Regions from separate parts of the Sus scrofa genome. Here all the other regions are linked to region 4. A link is a contact called in public Hi-C and targeted proximity ligation data. All regions are on one chromosome and are shown on one strand. The core of a region is the stretch at or near the end of the contact, and the rest is flanking DNA. Distances in the headings are between cores, read along the strand shown. Region 1 has its middle 35 kb from the start of PPP1R21. Region 2 holds the start of MSH6 (DNA mismatch repair protein Msh6). Region 3 has its middle 13 kb from the start of PPP1R21. Region 4 has its middle 170 kb from the start of FBXO11.

Region 1 (5,814 bases), core at 209-2,708, 260 kb before region 4:
GCGGCCCAAGAAATGGCAAAAAAAGACAAAAAACCCCCAAAAAAACAACAAAGAAAACCTTAATTTCATGAGAGAAATTCTAAAAAAACCCTTGCTTTTCTGGAAACCAAAACAGTCTGAACAAGATGATTCTGGGAATCCGGTTTGGGAAAAATACCACCAGTCCACACCTGGATCTGTTCAGCCATGTGCTAAATTCTCTAGCACAGTCAAGTGCAAAAGAGGAGAGACAATCTTGCACAACTTTCTGACTAGTTGGACAAATAAGATGTACTTGGAGTTTCTGTTGTGGCTTATTAGTGGGTTAAGAACCTGACATGGTAACCCGTGAGGATGTAGATTCCATCTCTGGCCTCACTCAGTGGGTTAAGGATCCAGTATTTCCTCAAGCTGTGGCGTAGGTCTCAGATGTGGCTTGGATCAGGCCTTACTGTTGCTGTGGTGTAGGCCAGCAGCTGCAGATCCAATTTTACCCCCAGCTTGGGAACATCCATATGACACAGGTGAGGCTATTAAAAAAATAAAAAGGAGTTCCCATCGTGGCTCAGCTGTGACAAACACAATTAGTATCCATGAGGATGCAGGTTTGACCCCTGGCCTCACTCAGTGGGTTAAGGAGCCGGTGTTGCTGTGGCTGTGGTGTAGGCTGGCAGCTACAGCTCTGATTTGACCCCTAGCCTGGGAACCTCCATATGCCACAGGTGCTGCCCTAAAAAAAAGAAAAAAAAAAAAAAAAGGATAAATAAAATGTACTTGCAGGGTCCCTCCCCAAGCGCTCATACAGCAACTTTGTGCAAATTAGGAAATAGCACCACTAAAGGGGGACAAATTACAAAATGTCACCCCATCAGAGCAACAAATCAGATAAAGATGACTTTCTCAAGAATACTTGACCAAGAGTGTGTGTGACCTAGTAGTTAAGGATCTGGCATTGTCACTGCTATAGCATTCCTGGCCCAGGAATTGCTGCCTGCTGTTGGCATGGCCAAAAAAAAAAAAAGACTGTGTGAACACATGGAGCGCAGGCTTATTTTAGCTCCACTAACCCTCTTGACTTTGTTTTCGGCACAGACCACACACCTGTGTGACAGCCCCATTTATGAGGAGCAGTGAATAACACATCTAAAGACACTGAAAAGATAATCACGTAAATTACATTGTAACCCTTGTGAAAAAGAGGTTTTAAAAATTTCCAACTTCACAGGTCTGTTCGAACCAAGTAGTGTCCTTATATAGGAAGTTTCCTCTCATTGCCTTTAAAAACACAGCTTAAAAAAATCTGCATTATTCACATTAGGCCTTTTGTCCAGAGATTATTGCCATATCAGCAACAAGAAGTCCTGACAGTGTGAGGGTTAAATGTTTGAAAATTCTCTTCCACTGAAGGCTGATCTTGTTGCCTAGTGACTGCTGTGTTGCTTGCTGCTGTCATTCACCTTATCTCCAGAGAGTTATCCCCCACTCTCATAAGGAAGGTTATGATTGGACAAAGGTGACATCATAGTATATAGAGGAACGGCATCTCTTTGTCAAGACGGCACCAATAAGATGACTCAAGAGTTGGTGGCCAAATGTTTTGGTTCCTTTGTTTTGTTTCTTTAATATACAGCTAACAAATTTGATGAAACATTTTCTTCTTTTCTTGCTGAGCCAATTTTGCAGGTGTTAGTAGTGAATTTTTACCCATCAAAATATTATTCCTTGAAAGCAAATGGATTAGCTTCACATCCATTTAATCAACACTAACCCTGCCAGAGCGTAACTCACCTCGCACCCTCCCTCTACCCCCTGCTGCCCCCCCAGCCCAAGTACTTGGTCAGCACTTGAGAAGCTGAATAGATTATAGGCAGAAAATGACTACCCAGAGCTCATTATCACATCGCTGGTTGCAGAGTGGAATTTCACACAAGGCAGGTTCTTCTGGTTCTTATCTGAGAAGTACCTAAAGTGGTTCCAAAGCATCAGTTTCAAGGGCAGCCTTGTAATAAGCCTTCAGTGCATATACATAAGTCATCAAAAAAGTTTTTAAAAAATCGATTAAAGTTGAAAGCACACCTACTTCTGAAATCAAGCAGTTGTAAAATATCTCACACGTTTTAGATAACAAACATAAGCTCTTTGATTAGTTTTAAAATTTACATCACACATGTTTGCACTGGTCTGATAGTCTTTATTTGGTCTGTTTTCACTGACATGAGCTACACACGTACTCTTAGATATTTCAGCCATTGAGCACGTTAGCTATGTGATTGGAGGGTCGATTGCAGATTCATCATGCTAGGCTGCTATATTAAAGCATCTGTTAAATGTGTTCCTTTCTTGGTAAATATTCAGTATACAGCATAGTCACAGCTGGTATAATTGGATAATTGCTTCCAATTAATGCTCTATTTCGAAAGCAGCAACTCCATATAAGGCTTAGAGTTGAGTTGTAACAAAGGCAATCTCCCCCTGGGAAACAGAAGAGAGACTGGGAATTCCTTTCTGCAGTTCTACTGGAAAGCAATTAGCAAGAGAGAGCCCTAATAAATTATATACAGTCCTAGTTTTACCTGCACTGATAAGGAATCTGTAGTGTGTCAGCTGAAATGTGTAAGTACACCACTGGCCTCCCTCAGAGCTGGCTGCAAGTATATGAATATTGCAATTTCTCATTTGCAGAATCAAGACTGTTGTTAAAGTGAATTAAATCTGACCATACATTTTCTGGAAAGAAGGTAAAGATGGTATTTACACAAAATCAAGTTACAGGGAAACACTTATTCTCAGAATTATCAGACACACTTAGGAAAAACCAATTTATAAATAATACAATTTCCTTTAAGAATTCAGATCGGTGGGTAAGTGAAGGCAGCAAATGGGTGGGAGTTCTTTTAAACGAAATCTTAATAGATGTGAGGGGAAAGTTCTGCTGCTGACATGGTTCCTGCTCATTTGACTGGAAGGATACCACACATCTAGGTTCTTCAAGTGTTTGCTTGGTAACAGGGAATTACGATGTTGCAGAGTAAATAGTGCCATAATTTGATCAAGATTCAGTTTTATATTTACTTTTACTCTACCTATTAAGAGCTCTAATACTGTAAACAAGATCTTAAGGGAATGCTTGAATTGCTTAATGGAAGCTCTCAGATCAGCTAATTATAAAATTATTCTTCTCTATTCCCTTAATGGCATAAAAAACTTGGATGGCTTAGATCCAATTACATTTAAAAGTAATAAATATGTGTTTTAATAGACTTCAGTAGTATAGCCTGACCTTTATATTAATGAGAAGAGGTAAGATTTTTACTCTCTGAAACAACTTGTTAATAAGATACAGTAATATATGTACCAGTTTAGAGGAATACCACTTCTTTCTTGACTTCCTGGATTATACATTTCTTGGTTTTAGAGTTATTTTGGCTTGAAGGGTAATTTTAACAGGTTCTAGAGTAGAGGATGTCCTGTTTTGTCAGAAGGTATTTAATTAAGAATTCAAGGAGTTCCCCTTGTGGCTCAGCAGAAACAAATCTAACTAGCATCCATGAGGATGCAGGTTCAATCCCTGGCCTCACTCAGTCGGTTAAGGATCCGGCATTGCCCTGAGCTGTGGCGTAGATCGCAGACTCGGCTCAGATCCCGCCTTGTTGTGGCTGTGGTGTAGGCCAGCAGCTACAGCTCCAATTCGACCCCTGGCCAGGGAAACTCCATATGCCACAGGTGTGCCCCCCTCCCCCCCAAAAAATAGAATTTGTATTCAAGATTTGCTATGGACAAACTCCAAATCTCAAGGTGGGGTAGCGAGCCTTAGAAAGTGTAATTGATTCCCTTACTCCCAGGTCTTGGATTCTAAATTCTTATCATGATGGCCACAGAACTCTGTGATATGGGCCCCGGAACCTGAATACTTCACAGGCCTTAGCCCCTACCAGAGCTTTGCATAGGATGCTCCAGGGAAATGGCTAGTCCTCTTGCTAATGCTATAAATACATTGAAGAGCTGCAGCCTCTACTTTAGCATTCACTGTTCCCTTCCTCTGGATATTTGTATATTGTCACTCCTGAACATCCTCCTAATCCCTGTTCAGAGCCACCTAGGTAAGAGGTCCTCCCCATCCACCCTATCGAAAATAGCAACTGTTGAGCTGCACCCCACAGGCCTGCAAGCCCTGAACATGCCCAGCTTCAAGACCAAAGAAAGAACCAAGAGTCAGCAAGAGAGACATCAATGGTTTAATGGAGAGGGGATCTTACATACCTGAAGCAAGGTCCTGGAGCGACACCCCACCGGGTGCAGGAGGTAGTGATATCTGGGGAGAGGGAAGTTACCAGTTATAGGGGGAATTGAGGTCAGGTAGGCTGATCAGTTACCAGGGAAACTAGCACCTCCCCCTTGATAAGCTATCATAGTGAAGATGTTCTGATCTAAAGATTAGAACAGTCACTAGCTGAGTCCAGGGGCAAGAACATAGGTGTTTAACAGATTAGACTCAACGATTAAGAGGGAAAGTCAGGTGAGTAGGGTGTGAGTGAGCCAGGGAATGGTCCAGCAGGGGATGTACAGAGAGCAAGAGAAGAACCATCTTGATTGCTGACCGTATAGGTATAGCAACTGTCACCTCTCCTCTTCTTCACTTGTTTTTCTTCATAGCATTTATCATTTCCAATGTTTTATTTCAAATTTTTATTGTGCCAGTCTCTTCTCAATAGAATGTAAACTCCGGGAAGGCAGATTTTCCTCTGTTTTATTCACTGCTGAACCACCAGGGCCTCAGCAAAGATTTGTTGAATAAATGAATGAAATGCCAAGCTTTCTTGTGCCTGGTTAGTCCTGTAAACTGGAGGTTGTAAAACTTGGTATTTGAAGCATAAATTTAGGAATCAAACTGGGTTTTCTAACCATTTACTAGCCAAGATAACCATTAGCAATTTAAGCTCCTTGAGTGTGGATTTCTTCATCTATAAGTAACATTTGCCACCTTAACCTCAGAGAGTTGACGTAAGGATTAAATAACATATCTAAGTGCATGCCATGCCTATCAAGTAACATAACATTCTAGATAATACCTTTCAAAGATTACGAAATCGAATTCAGGTAGTTCTTTTAAAAAAAAAAAAAAGCCCTTGAACTCCCAGCAGCTTGTTTTCCACACCCACTCAGCTCTTCTCAGAAACCTTTAAACATTTTTCTCCAATCCATCTCATCGCCTATATGTGAGTTATCCATCCAACTTGAGTTTTTACTCAACTCTCAGATCTGGAAGAAACAGAAGCTCTCGAATTTATTCCAACTTCTCATGGGTTCCCTACTAACAAACATTATTAACTCCCTTACTCTGCATTTCAAATAGGACAAATTACTTAGGATTTGCAAAAGCCAAGGAGTTTTCTCCCAATGTTTTTTAGTTCTCAAGCCACCACCCTACTCCCTCCACCCCCACCACCTCCACCCTCCCCACTTCCACACCTTGGCCCTAGGCTATCATTGACCTGCTTTCTGTCACTATAGAGCCCATTAATCGTTTCTAAAATTCCATGTAAATGGAATCACATAGTGTGTATTCTTTGTTTTTTCTTTATTTTTACCATCACTGGTGTGTATTGCAAGAAAACAGCACAGACTAACCTGGTTACCTTCACAGAATTTGGCAATGGTTCAAGACTGGTTAAAAAAGGATATTTTGTAATTCATCTTTAAGATCTATAGGGGAAATCTATAGATCTATAGATTCATTTTAAATCTATACTCTGGTAAAAAGCAGGTGATTCAGGGCCAGTTATCTCTTATTTTAAAATAAATTATTATTTTGGATGTTACTAAACTATGGAAAAA
Region 2 (6,020 bases), core at 2,446-4,945, 290 kb after region 4:
CTTAACCCACTGAGCAAGGCCAGGGATCAAACCAGAAACCTCATGGTTCCTAGTCAGATTCATTAACTACTGCACCACCACAGGAACTCTGCTAAGACATGCTTTAAAAAGCCAAACTTGGAGTTCCCACTGTGGTGCAATGGCACAATGGGATCTGTAGCATCTCTGAACCTCTAGGACAAAGGTTCAATTCTGGGCCCAGCCCAGTGGGTTATAAAATCCAGTATTGTCAGAGTTGTGGTGTGGGTCACAATTGAGGCTCAGATCTGACCCCCGGCAGGGGAACTCCATTTGCTGCAGGGCAGCCTAAGTAAATAAACAAATAAATGGTCAAATTTAAGTGGTTAAAAGCCTTGCTCACAGCTCTTTAAATTATGGTCTTAATAAACTACAGAGAAATTCCTGTTGTGGCACAGTGGGTTAGAAAGCAACTGTAGCAGCTCGGGTCACTGCGCAGGCCAGGATTCAATCCCCAGCCTGGCTCAGTGGCCAGTAGGTCTCAGATTCAATTCCTGGCCCAGGAACTTCCATATGTTGGCATCGATCAATCAGTCAACTACAGAAAAAATAAAAGTATTGAGAAGGTGGTCCAAGGTGCATAGACTGACATTCTGTAGCCCTTTACTCAACTCAAGCTGATGTCACCTCAACTCTTTCCTCACCTCTCATCAACCCAGATGAAGAGTTTTGCATCACATCTGACTGACTAACTAGGGGGAAAAAAAACAGGCAAAGACTGTAACACTGGAGCACAAGAGGAAACCAAAGGACCAGTGTCCATAAGATATTCAACATCTTTGAAAGCTTTCAACTGACACTCAGAAAAAGTCCGTTAAGTCTCTGTGGCCCCTCAGCTTGTTCGTGACTGGATCCCTGCATACCTAAGGCGCCCATCTGCTCTTCATTCTACCCTCAATTTTCAAGACCTTACCCTTCCTGAACTGGCTTCCTAAAACCCGCTCGACCTCCAGGCTAATTCCAATCTGTCCTCTGGTCTCAACCTAGAGAGGTGAAAGCCAATCAGACCCATACATATCCCCAAAGGACAGACCTCCTACATTCTGCTCCTGCTCTAGAATTTCCTTTTCAACTGTCCTGTTTCCTGTTCAGTGTTATATTCAGGATCCACAAAGCCTGATACTATGTCTGCCAGAGGCGGTACATTAACTTTTGTTGAACAAAGGCCATTAACATTTGTTGAACAAAGGCCAAACCTATACACTAGAAAGTTCTTTATAAGCCTAATATCAAATGCCCACCATTCTTGAATACTAGGGAAAAAATCCCCATAGCAGGAGGGCTAGTATAACAATGTTACACTTTTACAAGTCTCCTAAATTCAGATCTCAAAAATAAATCGCATCCCCTATTCAATACATAAAGCTCAACCATACAATAAATACTCTGTCCATTTAGAACGGATGCAGGATATTTAAGTAAACATAACACACTGCATCTCTCACCATGAAAAATAGTCTGTTATGGAGGATGCACATGTAGGGAAGGAAAAATATTTTTCCCCTCTACCCTTCTGAGTTCTTAGCTAAGAGCCCCTGTAATAAAAGAGCAAGATAAAAGTTTATCTTATTATCTCCCTGTATACACTGGAGATAATAAGGAAAACTAACTCCCAGAGTTAAACATCCACCCCAACTAAAGACACAAGAAAGATGTTTGTTGTTGTTGGGGGAGGCGGGACAGTTAAGGGAGGTTACCAGAAAAAAAAGAAGAAAAAAAAAAAAACAACGAGGGTATGGTTGTGATTTAGTCTTCTTTCTCTTCAAGTTCAGAGAGGGAGACAAAGGATCATTTCCTTTTTAAATGTAAATTTGCCTTGCTGAAGAATAACTTCTAAGGTTCTCAGAGCCTCTCCGGTGTGTCCAGTTTCTCAAACATAATGAGCTCAAAATAATCTCTATGCCAGAAGCATATTTTGGGGTGGCATAGCCTGCTATTCTTCAGAAAACTATAAACTGCATGAAAGGGTCGCTTAAAGAAGGATAACACTATAATCATACTCAGACTGAAAAATCTATAGGACAGCTAAAACTCGGGACATTCGAAATCAACTACCGAACCATGAAACAACTCTCTGATCTTGAATGCGTTATTTTTTTTCTGTAATTCTACTTCTTCATCCTCTCAGGCGGCTACCATTACACTTTATGCCTAAGACAGTATCCGAGATACAGTAAATGCGAGCTTTTCAAAATGTCGCCCGCTACTCCGACAAAGGCCAGCCAAGCCCTGGTAACTGCAGCGAACTGCCGAGAGGGCGAGGAGGACACCTCCAGGCAGGCTTCCCCATAACCGCGTCCATACAGCCTAGCCCAGAGGGCCTTTAGATGCTCACACTCAATTCCGAAGAAAATCCCGCGCTCCATCTCCCCTGGAATCGTCAACAAAAGATGTGCTATTTCTAAATTCAACATTTTTTTCAACTCGACACGTGTCAAAATTAACCCTGCTCCTGAACTTTCCTTCTGTTTTTGTGCATAGGCTGTCTACCAAAGGGATGACCCAGCGGTATCCCAGCACTTTGCGCGCCCCGGCCCGGGTAATCCTCACTCAGGCCAATCAGGCCCCTTGGTCCACGAGGTGACACACCCCCGCGCTCTCGACTCGCTGTCCACCCCACCACAACCCACATATCCAAGCCGGGGGCCCATCGCCCCCTTAGAGCCTTGGCATCTGAGGCTCTTATCCAAACCTCCGAGCTTGTTCCTCGAACGACTACAGGACCCCCCAACTCACTACCCCAGCTCAGAACCTCCGGGAATCCTACTCGCGGCACGCCGCGCCCCCGTGGCCTGCAGGTTGTAGGCATTCAGCCTCTCCAAAAGAGATTTCTCTTTCCCGCCACCCCAGCCCTGCCGCGGGCCGGCACCACCCCCTCCCTCCCTCGGGGCCCGGGGGCGGGGGCGCACCCCTAGCGGAGGAGGCTGGTTCCTCTCCCTTCCCGCCCCACCCCCAACGCTCCCATCTCCCCTTTCTCCTCCCTACCCGAGCACTTTCCATCCCCCCACCCACCCAGCCCCCCCACCTGGCGGACCGCGTCTCCTCCCCTACCAACAAACTAGGCGCGTTCCCTCCAACCAACCCTTCTTGCCCTCCAACCCTTCTTCCAGCACGGCCTATTTCCTCCCACTCTGTTTACAAGCTACACCGCCACCCCACCCCCCGCGCGCCATGCTACAAACTCAGTCCCCGCACTCTTTCCAGCCAATTGTGCAGCCCCACCTCCTCGGAGCCCAGGGCCTGGCTAAGCGCCCCTCAAGCCCCTGAGGCAACCTCCCCACACCCACCCCTCCACCCCGCTACCTGGCGGGGACAGCAGGCGCTGCCGACCTCCGCAGCCCTCCGTTAAGTTTCCTCGCTTCAGCCCGCGACGCGGAGCCCGCCGGGGACCCCGAGCCAGGCCCAGTCTCGCTCCAGGCCGCATCCCCGCCTGGGGAAGGAGAGGCCCCGGCGGCAGCGGCGGGGGCGCTGCCTTCACTTGAGACCCTGGCTGGGGCTTTGTTGGCATTAGTCAGCGCAGGAGACTTGGGGAAGAAGCTGTACAGCGTGCTCTGTCGCGACATAGCGAAGGTCGCCGAGGCCCAACCGCTCAGTCGGACCGAGCCACCAGAGGCACGGACCCTAACGCGCGGCGCCTGCTGGCGGGAAATCTGGGAGGAGGCGCGCTCCGCGGGAGGAACACTGGCCCCAGAGGCCAATCGGCAGGCGCCTGGGAGTGCGCGGGCGTCGTCATAGGCGCTGCGCGTCCGGCCCCGCCCACTCGGGCGCCAGGCGACGTGGGGAGAGGAGGGGCTGGCACTCTGCGCCAGGCAGCTGGCGGTGACGCCCCCAGCGGTGGAAACGGCCGGCCTGAGGGGGTACTGGTTGGGAGTGGAGCACCACCGCCCAAGCGGGATGCGGCTGCGGGGTTATCCTCCTCGGGAAAGACGTTCTTTTTGGGGGGAGAATCTCGGGGTCACTGGGGCTGCAGTCACGCGGGGACCGGCGTGTGCACCGCGTAGGCGAGAGTGGCCGCGGTGCAAGGAATAAACCCAAGGGGACAGTCTTCCAGCACCTGCCTGAAAAATCCTGCGGTTAGAACGCTTCCCCTAAGAAACCGAAAAAAAAAAAAAAAAAAAAAAGATCCAGACGTAACTCAGCAGAAAATCACATTTCCTGTTCACACTTGTTCACGTTATATTCTCAAAGCGTTGCACAGAGTAGGAAATAAATACTTTACAAATTCATGCTAAGTAGCAGGCCCTTTATGATGAACAAATCTGCCAGCTACACTGCTTTCCTCTGCAAGGCATCAATCCAATCCTTTTGCAAAGATTAACCAATTTCATCCTCCAAATAACCTAAGAGGTAAGTACTTCAGGCCCACTGTTCCTTATCTGAACTTCATGGGCCAGGTGTCTCAGAATGCAGGATTTTTCAGATTTTAGAAAAGTCACAAGCTGTGAATAAAAAGTTCCCATTCTTCGGAGTTCCCGTTGTAGCTCAAGGGGTTAATGAATACGACTATGAACCATGAGGTTGCCAGTTCCATCCCTGGCCTTTGCTCAGTGGGTTAAGGATCCAGAACTGCTGTGAGCTGTGGTGTAGGTCACAGATGCAGCTCGGATATGGCGTTGCTGTGGCTTTGGCTTAGGCTGGCAGCTACAGCTCCCATTAGACCCCTAGCCTGGGAACCTCCATATGCCCCAGGTGCGGCCCTTGAAAAAGACAAAAAAAAAAAAAAAAAAAAAAAAAGGTTCTTATTCTTCAGATTCAGGAAAGAAGTTGGAAGACTGACAGCTCTTTGGCCCTAATCCCAAACGTTATAACTATGGAATCCAGAATTCCAGAAACCAGCCGCAATCGGCAGTAGCTGTGCTTTTAGTACAAACATGTCTAGGATCAACTCTTTGCTTTGTGCAGGAGGCTGTGTTCTGCCACACATTTCTCCTTTGCTGGGCAAGTAATAAAATCAACTTTGTTTCAGAAGTAGTATTTGAAACAATACTATTCCCTCTGAGGGTATAACACAGGATACCCCCAGAGGGTCTGGGGTAACACCCTGAAGTCAAATGTTTCTTGAGCAGAACATATGCTTATTCATACTAAGTGAGATCAATATAAATATTGATCAGCTCAGGTCAAAATATAGGTCAGCTCAGGTCAAAATTTGCTACCAAATGAGTTTGCCACAGAACGTTTATTTTTTAGAGTTTTTTGGATTTCAGAATTACATGTAAGGAATTGTTGACCTGTATTATATTTTCAGTTTATGGGTGAAGAAACTGGCACAGATGGATCAGATGGCCTAAGACCAAACAGCTAGAAAAAGGATGGAGTAGAAATTTAAACACTTTTGAGAAGTGTTTCTAGAGACCCATGTTACTAATAGAAATGTTATCCTGCCTTCAATTTAACATCATCTTATGTTATTTAATCCTCACAACAACCTTATATTAGTTTGAACCGTATGAAATTGTCAATATTCAACCTTTTTTGAAGTACAAAAATTCTCTTTCATTTGGCTCAATTTCATGTGATATTATTATTCTTGTTTTACAAAGAGGAACTGCAGGCTCAGGGAGAATGAGCCAGTTATAGGACAGAAGTTATGAGCCAGTGCTTGTGGGGTAAATCAAGACCTAGTCTCTGACCCTGGCCCACCAGCCAGATAACTGAGCAATTTTATTTCTCTGAACTTGTTTCCTCATCATTAATGAGAACAATTATAGCTTTGAACCAAATTTTGGAGGACAGTTAGATGCCTCCCACAAACTCCATTAAACAAGCAAGAAGTCACACATCTTAGAATCATTAAACACATAATCCCTTGGTGAGGGAAATCACCCAGGCTTCTCCACGCAGAAGGTACATATTGTGTGTAGAAATACATGAAGAATACCCAACTAGGAACAAACAGAAGAGGCTACTTATTCAGAGCTTCTTACTACCACTGGGCCTCTGGCAGAGACTCAAAGGCAGGCAGAGGAGTAGAAAAGCTTCATAGTGAAAAAGGGAAGGCT
Region 3 (6,199 bases), core at 609-3,108, 290 kb before region 4:
GAGAGAGAGAAAGGGAGAGAGAGACCACAAGTAGCAAAGATTGGCGAACTGTGGAGAAAAGGGAATGCTCATGTACTGTTGGGAATTCAAATACGTGCAGTGACTATGGAATACAATATGGAGGTTCCTCTAAAAACTAAAAATAGGAGTTCCCGTCATGGCGCAGCGGAAATAAATCCGACTAGGAACCATGAGGTTCAGGGTTTGATCCCTGGCCTCGATCAATGGATTAAGGATCCGGCATTGCTGTAAGCTGTGGTGTAGGTTGCAGATTCGGCTTGGATCTGGCATTGCTGTGGCTGTGGCAAAGGTCTGCAGCTGTAGCTCCAATCAGACCCCTAGTCTGGGAACCTCCATGTGCTGTGGGTGCAGCCCTAAAAAGACAAAAGACAAAACAAACAAACCAAAAAACTAAAAATAGAACTACCATATGACCCAAGAATTCCACTTCTGGACATACATGCGGAAAAACAAAAACATTAATTTGAAAAGATACTGCACTCCAGTTCTTAGCAGCACCATTTATAATAGCCAAGTGTCTATCAATAGATGATTGGATTAAGAAGATATTATTACTTCAGTCATAAAAACAGAATGAAATATTGCCATTTGCAGCAACATGGATGGACCTAGATAATGTTATGCTTAGTGAAATAAGTCAGAAGGAGAAAGACAAATGCTATATGATTTCACTACATATGGAATCTAAAAAATAATGCAGGAGCTCGCCTTGTGGGTCAGCGGTAGTGAACCGGACTAGTATCCATGTGGATGCAGGTTCTATCCTTGGATCAATCCCTGGCTCTGGCGTATCCATGAGCCGTGGTGTAGGTCGCAGATGCAGCTCGGATCCTGCATTGTTGCGGCTGTTGAAGGCCAGTAGCTGCAGCTCCAATTCATCCCCTAGCCTGGGAACCTCCATGTGCCGCGAATGCGGCCCTAAAAGGAAAAAAGAAAAAAAGAAAAAAAAAAGAAAGAAAAGAAAATGCCCAGTTTAAAAAAACACATCCTGAGGTATTGAGGGTAAAGCGACATCATGTCTGGATTGTAACATTTAAGGGGAAAAAAACAACTGAAAAATGAATGGCATCCCTAAACCAAGTAACAAAATCTTGATAATTACAGAAACTGGCTGGTTAAGTATATGGAAATATTGTCATATTTTTGTGTATATTTAAAAACTTTCATAATAAAAAAAAAAAAAAAACGAACTGTCCTAGGTAAACAAAGACAGGATAAAGAGTTATGTTCTCTTTCCTTAACAGGCCAGGAATCGATTTTCCCTTTTCTCTGCTTGGGTGGATTTTTCACTGTTCACAAAGATTCACACATTCCGAGATCATAATTATGAATGAATTATAATAATCACCTTTATTTCATATTTCATTCAACACTGAGAAATAACCATTAATACGCCCCGCTGAGAATGTTCCAAAAGCGTCACCTACACCCAATTGTCCTCACTGGAGAAGGAGTCTGGCTCTGCTGAAGGGTTATTTCTTCCTGGTATAATCTCATGTTACCAGCAGGGGGCGCGCCCTCACCGTATTTGTTTAAGAAAGATAAAATCAGGCAAGAGTCTGAGTTGAGGATTATGAGTCTTTTGCCCCGCCCATGCCCAATGTTTGTGATTGTTTAGGCACGTCTCTAGTGACCTCATCCCACTACACCTGAGTCTTTTTGACGAAACAATTAGCCTGTTTGAACAGAACAGGCAAATTAGTAACCGGAAAATTACTAAGTCATTCTACAGGATGCGTTGGGACATCCCGTATTCCCTTGAGGCTTAGAGTTAGGGTGTGGATGCGTCCTGATGGCTGGGAAAGGAGACATGCCACCCCTCTCCCGGCTGCAGCCCCTCCTTGGTCCGCTGGCCTGGCAGAGCAGGTACAAAGCTGGTCTTCACAGACAGGGCTTCCCTGGGACAAATGAGGGGGACTGTCTGTTTGGAAGCCTCCTGAGCCATGAGATGCAGCCTTGGGAAGCCTCTGTACTGAAGAAGAGCCCAAAGATATCCATGCCCTGTGCTCTGCAAACCCTGGGAGCTGATTCTCCAGCACTTACCCTTCCTTCCGGCCATGATCCAAGAGACCAATGGGTTCCCGGCCACATTCCTGCTCCATTCACAAGGCCTCAGTGACACAGGGCTTGAAGGGTGAGAAAAGGAGGGCTGGCTCTTTCTCAGTTGCAGATTTGATCCTACCCTCTGCTCCAGAAGCCCCTTCAGTGAGGGTAGGAAGCTCCTTTTCTTCTTTTTTTTTCAGGGCTACACCTGTGGCATATGGAGGTTCCCAGGCTAGGGATCGAATAGAAACTGCAACAGCTCACAGCAACGCCATATCCTTAACCCACTGAGTGAGGCCAAGGATCAAATCTGAGTCCTCAGGGACACTAGTTGGTTTCATTACTTCTGAACCATAGTGGGAGCTTCCAAGAGTGGGAAGATTCTGGTGGTTCCCTGTGGCTTTCTGGGTGAGGAACAGATCCTTGTCGTGGCCTACAAGGTGGACACAACTGGCCACTTCCTACCTCCTCAGTCTCATCCTGACCACACCACCACAGTTCCCTGCAGTCTAACAAGGAGGCCTCTAGGTTCCTGAGCTGCCCTGTGCTAGCCAATATGCCTCTTGCTCTGCCAGACAGTCTCCCCACCCCCTCCCTCTCCACTCTCCAGATGAGTGCCTCCTCGAAGAATTCTATGGACCGAAAACTTTTCCTGCAAAGCTCTGCCACAAACCATAACCCCATGTTCGATTCCCCCGCTAGGCTCTAAGCAACTTATAAATGATTTCCATAAAATGTTTTTAAAAATTAAAAACACTTTATATCCTGTCACCATTCCTGTGGCAAATCAGTAAGTGAAGATGCTGAAGGTTCCTATCCACACCCTAAACCCCCAAGGAGACATAGAAACAGCAGTGGCGTGCTAGTAAATTGGGTCTCAAAAAAAGAAGTCCTGGTTTTTTAGCATCTGCCAATTTTTGTGGTGTAAGTACTCTCACCATGGCTTATTCTAAGCTACCATGTGACACCGCCAAACACAGTAGGGAAGCCATGAGGATGGCTTCTCAGCAGCTGGGACCAGGTCTTCCAGCCCACCACTGCTTTGGAAGGTTTTGATCAGAGGTATGACATGACTTGACTTGTGGGGTTTTTCAATTGTTGCTTTGTTTTTCAATTTTTGACCACACATGAGGCATACAGAGGCTCCCAGGCCAGGGACTGAACCCTTGCCACAGCAGTAGCCCAAGCCATAGCAGTGATAATGCCAGATCCTTAACTTCTAGGCCACCACAGAACTCCTGACTTGGGTTCTAAGAAGGCCACTGGGGCTGCTGTACTGAGAGCACCCATGGGTGGGTGGGAGGGCAAGGGTCAAAGCAGGGGGTCATTTCGGAAGCTAGAAAGAGGATGGTATTGGAGGTCAGCGGTAGGGGAGACAGTGAGTCCTAGAAGATTCTGGGGGTATTCGAAGGAGGTAGACTGAAATCCACCTCAGTTTCTTGGCAGACTGGGATGTGGAGCATGAGAGAAAGAGAGCAATACAGGATGAGTCTGAGGTGTAGTGGAAGGTTTGAGGGGGAGGGAGAGGAAAGGCATTCCAGGCACAGGGAACAGCATGTGAAAACCACACTGTAAGCACACATTGGATTTGTTCAAAGTAAACAAGGAGGGAGGGGGTGGTGACTAACGAGCAGAGGCTGCAGACAGAGCTGGGAAGAGGATCCTGGCCAGGTGCATCCCAGAGAGGAGCCAGGACTTGGGCTGTAGTCAAGGGAGAGCCACTGAAGGGGTATGAGGGGAGAAGTATGTGCTTAGATGCGTAATACTTAGAAATTGTTGGAAAAGCTGAGGACTGTGAGACCAGTTAGGAAGCAGCAGCTTTGGTCTAGGAAAGAGAGGGAGTCTCACCTGGACAGTGGTGGTGACGCCAAAGAGAAGAGGAAGAAAGGAAAGAGAGTGGGGACCCCAGCCCCAGTTTCAAAGCCAACGTGGCATGTGGGCCACAGAACACTGAGGGCACTCCATACCTGTTTGTTCAATAAATTAACTAATCAACTAATCAATGTGAGTGTTAATCCTTACAAACCTCCTCCCATCCCCCCACATGTCTCCCAATCTCAAATGTCTTTTCCAGAAGACAAGCAAATTTTATTAGAAATATAGTTTAAATGCACATGCCCCTCTGAGGGATCTGGAAATGCTGAAAATCCACGGGGGTGGTTGAACAGGTGTTTTTTTTGTTTTGTTTTGTTTTTGATTTTTTAGGGCAAAAGATGCGGCATTTAGAAGTTCCTGGGCTAGGGGTCTAACTGGAGCTACAGCTGCCGACATACACCACGGCCACAGCAATACAGGATCCAAACCCCATCTACACCACAGCTCACAGCAATGCTGGATCCTTAACCCACTGAGCAGGGCCAGGTATCAAACCCACATCCTCAGGTTCATTTCCTCTTAGCCACAAAGGGAACTCCTTTTTTTTTTTTTTTTTTTTTTTTTTGGTAACAGGTGTTCTATGTAAAGATTTCTCAGGCTGGAGTTCCCTTGGGCTCAGCAGGTTAAGGATCGGGCGTTATCACTATGTGGCTGTGTTACTGCAGTGGCATGGGTTTGATCCCTGGCCCAGGAACTTCTGCATGCCGTGGGTGCAGTATAAAAAAAAGAAAGAAAGAAAGGAAGAAAGAAAGTAAAGAAAAGGATTCCTCAGGCTGTCCGAGGCAGATGTGCCCACTCACTGAATATGCATACACACATACTGGCTGGCTCATTTCCAGGAGGGGGAAGAGGCCAGGAGTGCTGGATGAGGACAGAAGGCAGAGAGAGGACAGAAGGCATGGGCAGAGCACCAGAGTCTAGAACTTTTACCCGATCATTTGCTGTGGAAACTCCACGTGGCTGAGGTCATCCGTAGCATCCACATCTTTCGCCTTAAGTCACACCTTAGTTAAGGTGTGTGTGATGGGTGGTAAAAGGACAGGGTTGGAACTTGGTGGCTGACACAACAACACAAGACACACAGGGCCCCAATTTGTACCTTAACAAAGCTGTGTGGGACCATCCCAAGACGTTATTGTTTATAGCAGAGTAAACTACCCCCCCTCTGCCCCCACCCCGGGTCCATCTACCTGGGAGGAAGCTGACTTTCCGCCCTTCAAATCTCTTCCTACCGCACGAATTGCATCTCTTCTCCTCCAGGCCCAGGGCACACATGCATCTCTTCCACAAGGCCTTTCTGCACAGCACTTGTAGCCAGAGACCCATAGGTGGTTCCAGATGGATCATGAAACCCAAACCCCACCTACTCCAAAGAATTTGGAATATTACTTCCTCAAGAGCTGTCCTGGGTTGGTTTTTTTTTTTTTTTTTTTTTTTTTTTTTGGTCTTATATAAAGTTTGTTTTCTCAGTTAGCCTGCAAGGATGAGTTCAGGGGCTGACCTAGCTGGGGCTGGACTCCCAAAGGCTCTCAGGGATATTTACTGTTCTCAGATAATGAACCCCACCCTAAAAACGGATGGCCACTTTTGTGCTCAGACTGTGAGGAAGCAGTGTATCCCTGTCTCCACAGAGTTGGATTCTCTGTAAAAGGACCAGAAGAGTGTGAGTGTGAGTGTGTGTGTGTGTGTGTGTGTGTGTGTGTGTATACACAACTGTTTATAGGTGTGTGTTTTTGAGAGTATAAACATACTAATAGCTATCATTTATTAGATTCCCACTGGGCACTAAGAATGTGATATTCTCATTGAATCCTCCCAACAGCCCAGCAAGGAAAATGTTATTGTGGAACCTCTGATTAATAAATCCGTTACAAACTGGTCATAGGAATGACATGAGGCTTTCCGATTCATTTTTTCTTTGGAGATGTTTCATGATATTTATAGCTAGGTCAAATTTTTTCCACTTTATCACTTTATGGGATTGCACTGTCTGTCACTCAGGCTAACATACCCATGATAACCAAGCTTAACAAAAAAAAATCAAAATGCATTTCTGCATTTAAATATTATTAATGAATGGCAGTATTATGCATGAACAGCTCTAAGCTGAATGATTTTACTAAGAGAAAATAAGTAACTGTTAGGTCATGAAAAATAAATCTGGAGCAAAAAGCAAAACAGTAAAAATAGTAATAATGTCTGTTACAAATGGGACTCAGTGTGCTTAGGTAACTTGTTTTAAATGTTTAAGAATTCAAGT
Region 4 (6,650 bases), core at 1,981-4,480:
ATTGCTTTGGGAGACTGACCTGAGAAAATATTCATGATGTTGATGTCAGAGAGTGTTTTGCCTGTGTTTTCTTCTAGGAGTTTGATGGTGTCCTGTCGTATATTTAAGTCTTTCAGCCATTTTGAGTTTATTTTTGTGCATGGTGTGAGGGTGTGTTCTAGTTTCATTGCTTTGCATGCAGCTGTCCAGGTTTCCCAGCAATGCTTGCTGAATAGACTTTCCTTTTCCCATTTTATGTTCTTGCCTCCCTTGTCAAAGATTAATTGACCATAGGTGTCAGGGTTTATTTCCGGATTCTCTGTTCTGTTCCATTGGTCTGTCTGTCTGTTTTGATACCAGTACCACACTGTTTTGATGACTGTGGCTTTGTAGTATTTCTTGAAGTCTGGGAGAGTTATGCCTCCTGCTTGGTTTTTGTTTCTCAAGATTGCTTTGGCGATTCTGGGTCTTTTGTGGTTCCATATAAATGTTTGGATTGTTTGTTCTAGTTCTGTGAAAAATGTCATGGGTAATTTGATAGGGATTGCATTGAATCTGTAGATTGCTTTGGGTAGTATGGCCATTTTCACAATATTGATTTTTCCAATCCAGGAACATGGAATATCTTTCCATTTCTTTACATCTTCTTTGATTTCAGTTAAAAAATTTTAATAGTAGTTTTCAGAGTTTTTTATCTGTATTATGTCATATCATCCCAACAACTCTATGAGTTAGATGGAAGAAATGGTCGTAGTTCTACTTTATTTTTAAATTTTATTTTATTTTATTTTTTTGGTCTTTTGTCTTTTTAGAGCCCCACCCGCGGCATACGGAGATTCCCAGGCTAGGGATCTAATCGGAGCTACAACTGCTGGCCTATGCCAGAGCCACAGCAACGTCAGATCCGAGCTGCATCTGCAAACTACACCACAGTTCATGGCAATGCCAGATCCTTAACCCACTGAGCAAGGCCAGGGATTAAACCCACAACCTCATGGTTCCTAGTCAGACTTGTTTCCACTGAGCCATGACAGGAACTCCAGTAGTTCTACTTTATAGTAAAAAATCAATTCTTAGAAGCTTAAGTGTTATGAGTCAGGGTCCAGTCATGAAAATAGAAAGCACATTAGGTCCTTCAACAGAGAATTTATTGTAGGGGTTTGGGTACTAGCATTTGTGTACTTGAATTGCTCACAGCAGCTTGTGAAGTTTAGAGGTGCTATGTTGGTAGGTGAAAACTGTATGTGGTGAATGATTTACATTACAAAAATCGACACATATTCAAATCAGTTTTCTTTTTGTTTTCCTGGATTAACCAGCACATCACTGGTTAGAGGTACTGGAGGACCGGGGGAAAAAAGAGAACATTGAGGTAACACAAAGATAGTAACTGGAGAAAGCAGTTGTTACACCAGGACCAGGGAAAGAAAAGAAAGAGCTGGGGTTATGAAGACCTAGATCAGAGAAGGGACCCCCAGGCTGACCCCCTATAATTTATACAGTTGAGGGGCATAATGACACTGCATTGGGGTGCTGAAGGAACCTGGAGGCCAGAATTTCCACTGTTGCTGGGGTGAGGCTGATAGGGATAGCAAGCCAGCAAAAAGAAGTGTGTCCTTCCTCCTTCTTCTGCTTTGAGGTTCTCTCCAGCACCCCTATTAGCAGAGCTTATTAACAGGGAACAGCAGCAGAAGAGAAACATGGTTTGTAGATTCTTGAGCCTCAGCATTTTAAAGCCACATGTAGAAGATGAGTTGGGGTGAGAAACAATAATTTAAAAACTAGCACATAGGTGTTTCTGTTGTGGCGCAGCAGAATCAAATCTGACTAGTATCCATGAGAATTCAGGTTCGATCCCTGGCCTTGATCAGTGGGTTAAGGATCCTGCGTTGCTGTGAGAAGTGGTGTAGGTCACAGACATGGCTCCAATCCTCTGTTGCTATGGCTGTAGTGTAGGCTAGGAGTTGTAGCTTGGATTCGACCCCTAGCCTGGGAACCTCCATGTGTCATGAGTGTGGCCCTTAAAAAAAAAAAAAAAAAAAAAAAAAAAGTAGTACATTAAAGGACACACCAAAGATCAAAAGATCACATAGTCTGTGTCATCTGCCTTGTCCCCTGCAATATTTCAGTGCCTAGGCAAGTTCTTGGTATATAACATGCACTCAGTAAACAATTGTGGAAGGGAAGAAAGAAGGCAGGCCAAGCTAACCCAGTTCTCCAGCACACATTCAAAGGCAAGAGGAGTCTAAAATATCCTTGGTCTTCCCCACCCCACCCACAGTGTGTAAGTACAATCATAGCACCAAGTATGTCTTTCTTTATACTTGACCCAGCTGTCTCCCAGTGGTGCAGTGAGAGCTACCTAAGGAGGTACTTTGGTGCTTTGGAGAAATGTAGATCTGGATTCAGCTCCCTGCTTGACTATTTAAGAGTTGTGTGGCCTTGGGCAAATTACTCATCTCTAAGCCTTTGATTTCTCCATGGTAAAAGGAGATAATGATAGTGTGTAAGGCTTTGAAATGGTAATCAATCATTTGTGGTACATGTTCAGACAATGCTCACTCTTACTATTACTCCCAATCCACAGCCCAGAAGGGTGGGCAGATAAGTAGCTAACCGAGGGGAGGCTGGGGCAGTTGACACCTGCTGTTCTGAGTTTCCCTTGCCTGCTCCCTAGTGCTGGCCAAAGACCCTGGCTGGAGAAGCAGGGAATCAGCCCTGGGCTGCCACGGTAAGGCCAAGGGTTAGAAGATGGAGGCCTGGCTAACCAGGCCCAGGCTCTGCTCAACCCAGGAGGGTTCCAAACACCACATTTGGAACTTCACCCTGTGACTTAGAGGTGGGAATCTATGTATTTCCTAATAACTCTGTTTCAAAGCAAGTTTACTTCTGACTGAGACAAACGTGGGTGTGGTGGGTTCCTTGTATTCAAAACGAAACAAAAGAAAAGAAAACAAAGAGCACCCCCTCCCCCAAGCCCGGAAGGCCTGTAGACCTTTTCCCAGGCAAAATGTGCGAAAAGAGGAGGGAGCGCCTTTGTGGGTGCTGTCCTGATTTAGAGCTTAGGAGCACAGCCCTCTCCAGCCCTCCTCAAGTCTGAGGTTCCAAGCTGTTAAAAGCACTGGGGTCCCAGGGGCGGGGTGGATGAGATTTGTTCAGCCCATCCCCAGTCTCAGCGGCTTGCTCAGCCGGTCCCACGCAGGGGAGGACCAGAGCACCGCTGGGTTGGACGCACCCCACCCGGGGAAGCACCCGCTCTCCCTGCCGGAATCCCTGGAATGTCGCCGGTCCAGGAAGTGTCTATCCGGGCTCTATGCAGAGGGAGGGGTTAAAACCTGGAATTTCTCGGGGTGCTTTTGCACATATTCCCCTCAAGCTTTTCAGCCCCATGAAGTTGAAGCTCACGGGGGTGAGAAGGAAGCCGCCTACTTCTTCCCCTGGCCGACTTTGTCTCAGGAAGGTTCGCAATCCCAGCTCTGTGAGTATCCAAACGATCCCTTCTTTGTGTCTGAGGGAGGAAGTCCTTCCAGTCTGGAAACCCACGTGGCCAGCTCAGGCAGGTGTTTCCAGCTGGATTGTCGCCATCTTGTGGCAGGATTGGGTGGCCACACTGGGCGACTGGCTAGGGCTAGCCTGCTGGCAACTTTCTTGGATCCCCAAAGTACCTTTCCTTCTTTCCCCTGACCAGCTAGGAATGGAAATTTTTAAATCGTGTTCCCTGGGCATAGGAGTTGAACTCAGAGGCATCTGCCCCCTCCTCGGCTAATTGCATGCATGCCTCTTCCTAAAGACAGCCAACAGTTAGTTGGAGAGACCAGCCTTATTAAGGAGCTCTTCTTCCTCCTGAGGCACCAAAACCAACCTGAATGAGGTGCCAAACCCCAACCAATTTCCCATGATACAAACTAATGATTAAGAAGACAGTCTTGTTCCTACTAGTTAGTAATGTTATTATGCTTGATGAGTATTATTAAAGGACCCCTGTTATTAAAGACTCCCTGTTATTATTGTATTATTACTTAGCATTTATAATGTATTTTGTATTTTCAAAACACACGGACTATTATCTCCTTGGGCTTTTTTCAAACACTCCAGAGAAGCAGGCAGGTGGCAGCTTCGTTTTTATAAAATAGGGAAACTGAGGCACTGTAATTAGTGCTGAATTCATGGATTGATGAGTCACTGAACAGTAGTCATTTCTTCCTGGATGATTACTGCCTTACTCCAAAGTGTTTTAGATACCAGTAAATGTTGAATAGACACCCTACCTTGGGAAACTAGTTTCACTCACTTTTACAACCCATTGTAATTACATTAGAAACCCAGTCCTAGAAGTTTTAAAACTTACAAGTCATTTACTCATTGTATTGAGCATATGGGTGATGTTAATTGCATTTTATTTTATTTTTACAAGTTAAACACAACCCATTAAAAAAAAACAGATGTTACAATCGGTAAACCAGATGTATCTTGATTTGGAGAATAAACTGGTTTTCATGACATTTGTTCATCATGAAAATACCCATTCATTAGATATAACAAGAATAAAAAAAGATAATAAAAAACCCACCATCTTCTTTTAAAGTCTATCAGAACAAGAAAAATTATTTTTTGCTTTCAGACTTTGTTTTCTCTTTTCAAAAAAGTTTTCAGTCCTATCGGTAGGTGCACTCATATTGCCACAGAACATTACATTTCTTCAGTAATTTTTTTTCTCTCTAAAAGCAACCACAAAATAAATAACTTATTTTGCTGTATGCTCTGCTCATAGAAAGAAAGTAGTCACATTATGTGCTCCCCTCTTCCTACCCACCCCCCCAAAAAGAAAAACATCCTGTCATTATGGAAGTCTCCAGTGGAAAGCCTTGGGCTTCAGTTCTGAGCTGGGTCAGGGTTGAGGCAAAGGAGAGATTGAGAGGCTTGTCCTATCTTTAGTTGCCCAGTTGGCCTAGCCCCCAGCAAAGCTACAAAGTTAAGGAAGTTTGTCTTTGGAACCTTCCCATACAAACTTAAGTGTTCTCTATTTAACCAGCTCTCACCCAAAATAATAAATTTCTAAATGTACATTTTTTTTTAAAGAAGCTAAGTGGCTTGTTTGCTGGTTGGGGGAGGACCAGGCTTTCCAACCTTCCCCTGTATTCATTCAACTCATTTATTCACTCGAAAGGAATGTATTTATAAATTGTATGAACAAATAGCTATTCATGATAGCCTTATAATAAGCAAGGCACTTATTCATTATTCCTATCAGCAACCCTTCGAAGCATAATTCCTGTAAAAGGTGAGGAAACTGAAGTTCAAAAAAGCTCTTATAACCTGCTCATAGTCACATAGCTAGAGGGAGAGCAAAAGGAACATAAGTTTGCAGCTTTTGTGCACTCAAATATGAAGCTACCTTCTCCTTCTGGATTCCTTCAGGTAAGATAACAAGACTGAGGAGTGTGATAGGTAAATAAGAAATAGGTTAAAAATAATGCAGAGTGACAAAACATTCCCAGTCAGTAAGAAATGGGTCCTGTGTGTGCACCCAACATTTACTATGTCTATAGACTGGACTCCTGCAGGGCCAGCCCTGCTCAGTTGGCCAGTCAGCCTCATCTATTTGCCTCTGTCTTAGGGCTGCTGGTCAAGGTGGGATAGGGTGATGGGTTGATGAAGAAGCACATGACTCCCCAGACTCTTTCAGACTCCTTCAAGTTCCATCCAATGGGGAAGAGGATTCTTCTTGAAAATCCCAGCCTTTGCTGGGTACAAAGAGGTTCCCAAGCCCTAAGCAGTCTTAGTTGGAAAACAAAAATGTAGACTTTACTAGTGTGGTAAATGAAAATATTACAGGTGGTACAGTGTGTACCCTGAATTAGAAAAGATGACATAACAATGGAAGAGATGATTTCCACTCAATTGTGAGAGTTAAGCAGTTGATAGGAAATCGATAGGCAATATAGAGCAATATTTGAGTGTACTTCTCTGGAGTCAGGCTGCCTGGATGGAAATCCTACTTCATCACTCTTTAGCTTTATGAACTTGGGCCAGTAATTTGGCCTGTGTGTGCCTCAGTTTCTTCATCTGTAAAATGGGAGTGATTATAGTACCTGCCTAAGATTGATATGAACACTATATGAGGTAATATATGTGCTTAGAGTAGTGTCTGGTTCATAGTAAACTCACTGCAAATGTTAGTGTTTATTATCATATGATGGAAGGAAACTTTTCAATCAAACTTATCTGGGCTCCTTTCCCTGCTGGGTAGTCCTGGATAAATTACCCAACTCCTTGAGTTTCAGTATCCTCACTATAAAATAGGGTAGTAACACCATCTTGCAGGGGCATTGTGAGGATTGAGCTAATGTGCATGAAAATACTCATCACGGTTTTGGTAACATAGTAATAGCTCAATAAATTCCAGTTTCTTCCTTTCTTTAATTTAACCTTAATGAACTTTTGGGGGTATGTTTAGTGGTAGCAAAAGAATGGAAAAAATGAAAATATATGTAGTCTACACATATGTTCCATAAACTATATAAATTAAAATATCTTTTCTGTTAAAAAGGTAACTCTGTTGCTTATAGGGGTATCATGGTACCCACACACAAAAATTGCAGCCAAGTGGGCCTGTTCCTCAGGAAAACTGTGAGGCACGTTAACAGCCAGTCTATGCTCCCTTTTCTGGG

Evidence for each region. A called contact is a pair of places that touch in the nucleus more often than the background predicts.
Region 1: a contact with region 4 is called in a targeted proximity ligation map of alveolar macrophages. A contact is called at or near these places in 1 of 47 Hi-C or Micro-C datasets (embryonic fibroblasts) and 2 of 2 datasets of targeted methods (alveolar macrophages and skeletal muscle).
Region 2: a contact with region 4 is called in a targeted proximity ligation map of alveolar macrophages. A contact is called at or near these places in 1 of 5 promoter capture datasets (fetal liver), 3 of 47 Hi-C or Micro-C datasets (fetal skeletal muscle, heart right ventricle and skeletal muscle) and 2 of 2 datasets of targeted methods (alveolar macrophages and skeletal muscle).
Region 3: a Hi-C map of retroperitoneal adipose tissue shows a contact between it and region 4, with 5 times the contacts expected there. A contact is called at or near these places in 2 of 5 promoter capture datasets (fetal liver and liver), 34 of 47 Hi-C or Micro-C datasets (adipose tissue, alveolar macrophages, blood and 16 more) and 2 of 2 datasets of targeted methods (alveolar macrophages and skeletal muscle).

Annotation. Positions count from the first base shown.
Region 1 is chr3:92,259,328-92,265,141 of Sscrofa11.1, forward strand. No RefSeq gene overlaps it. Among named protein-coding and RNA genes, the nearest start is that of PPP1R21, 35 kb to the left of the region's middle.
Region 2 is chr3:92,810,459-92,816,478 of Sscrofa11.1, forward strand. MSH6 (DNA mismatch repair protein Msh6) reads right to left here and starts at 3,696. Exons shown (of 10, transcript XM_005662566.3): 1 at 3,322-3,696. The coding sequence starts at 3,581.
Region 3 is chr3:92,237,148-92,243,346 of Sscrofa11.1, forward strand. No RefSeq gene overlaps it. Among named protein-coding and RNA genes, the nearest start is that of PPP1R21, 13 kb to the left of the region's middle.
Region 4 is chr3:92,522,256-92,528,905 of Sscrofa11.1, forward strand. No RefSeq gene overlaps it. Among named protein-coding and RNA genes, the nearest start is that of FBXO11, 170 kb to the right of the region's middle.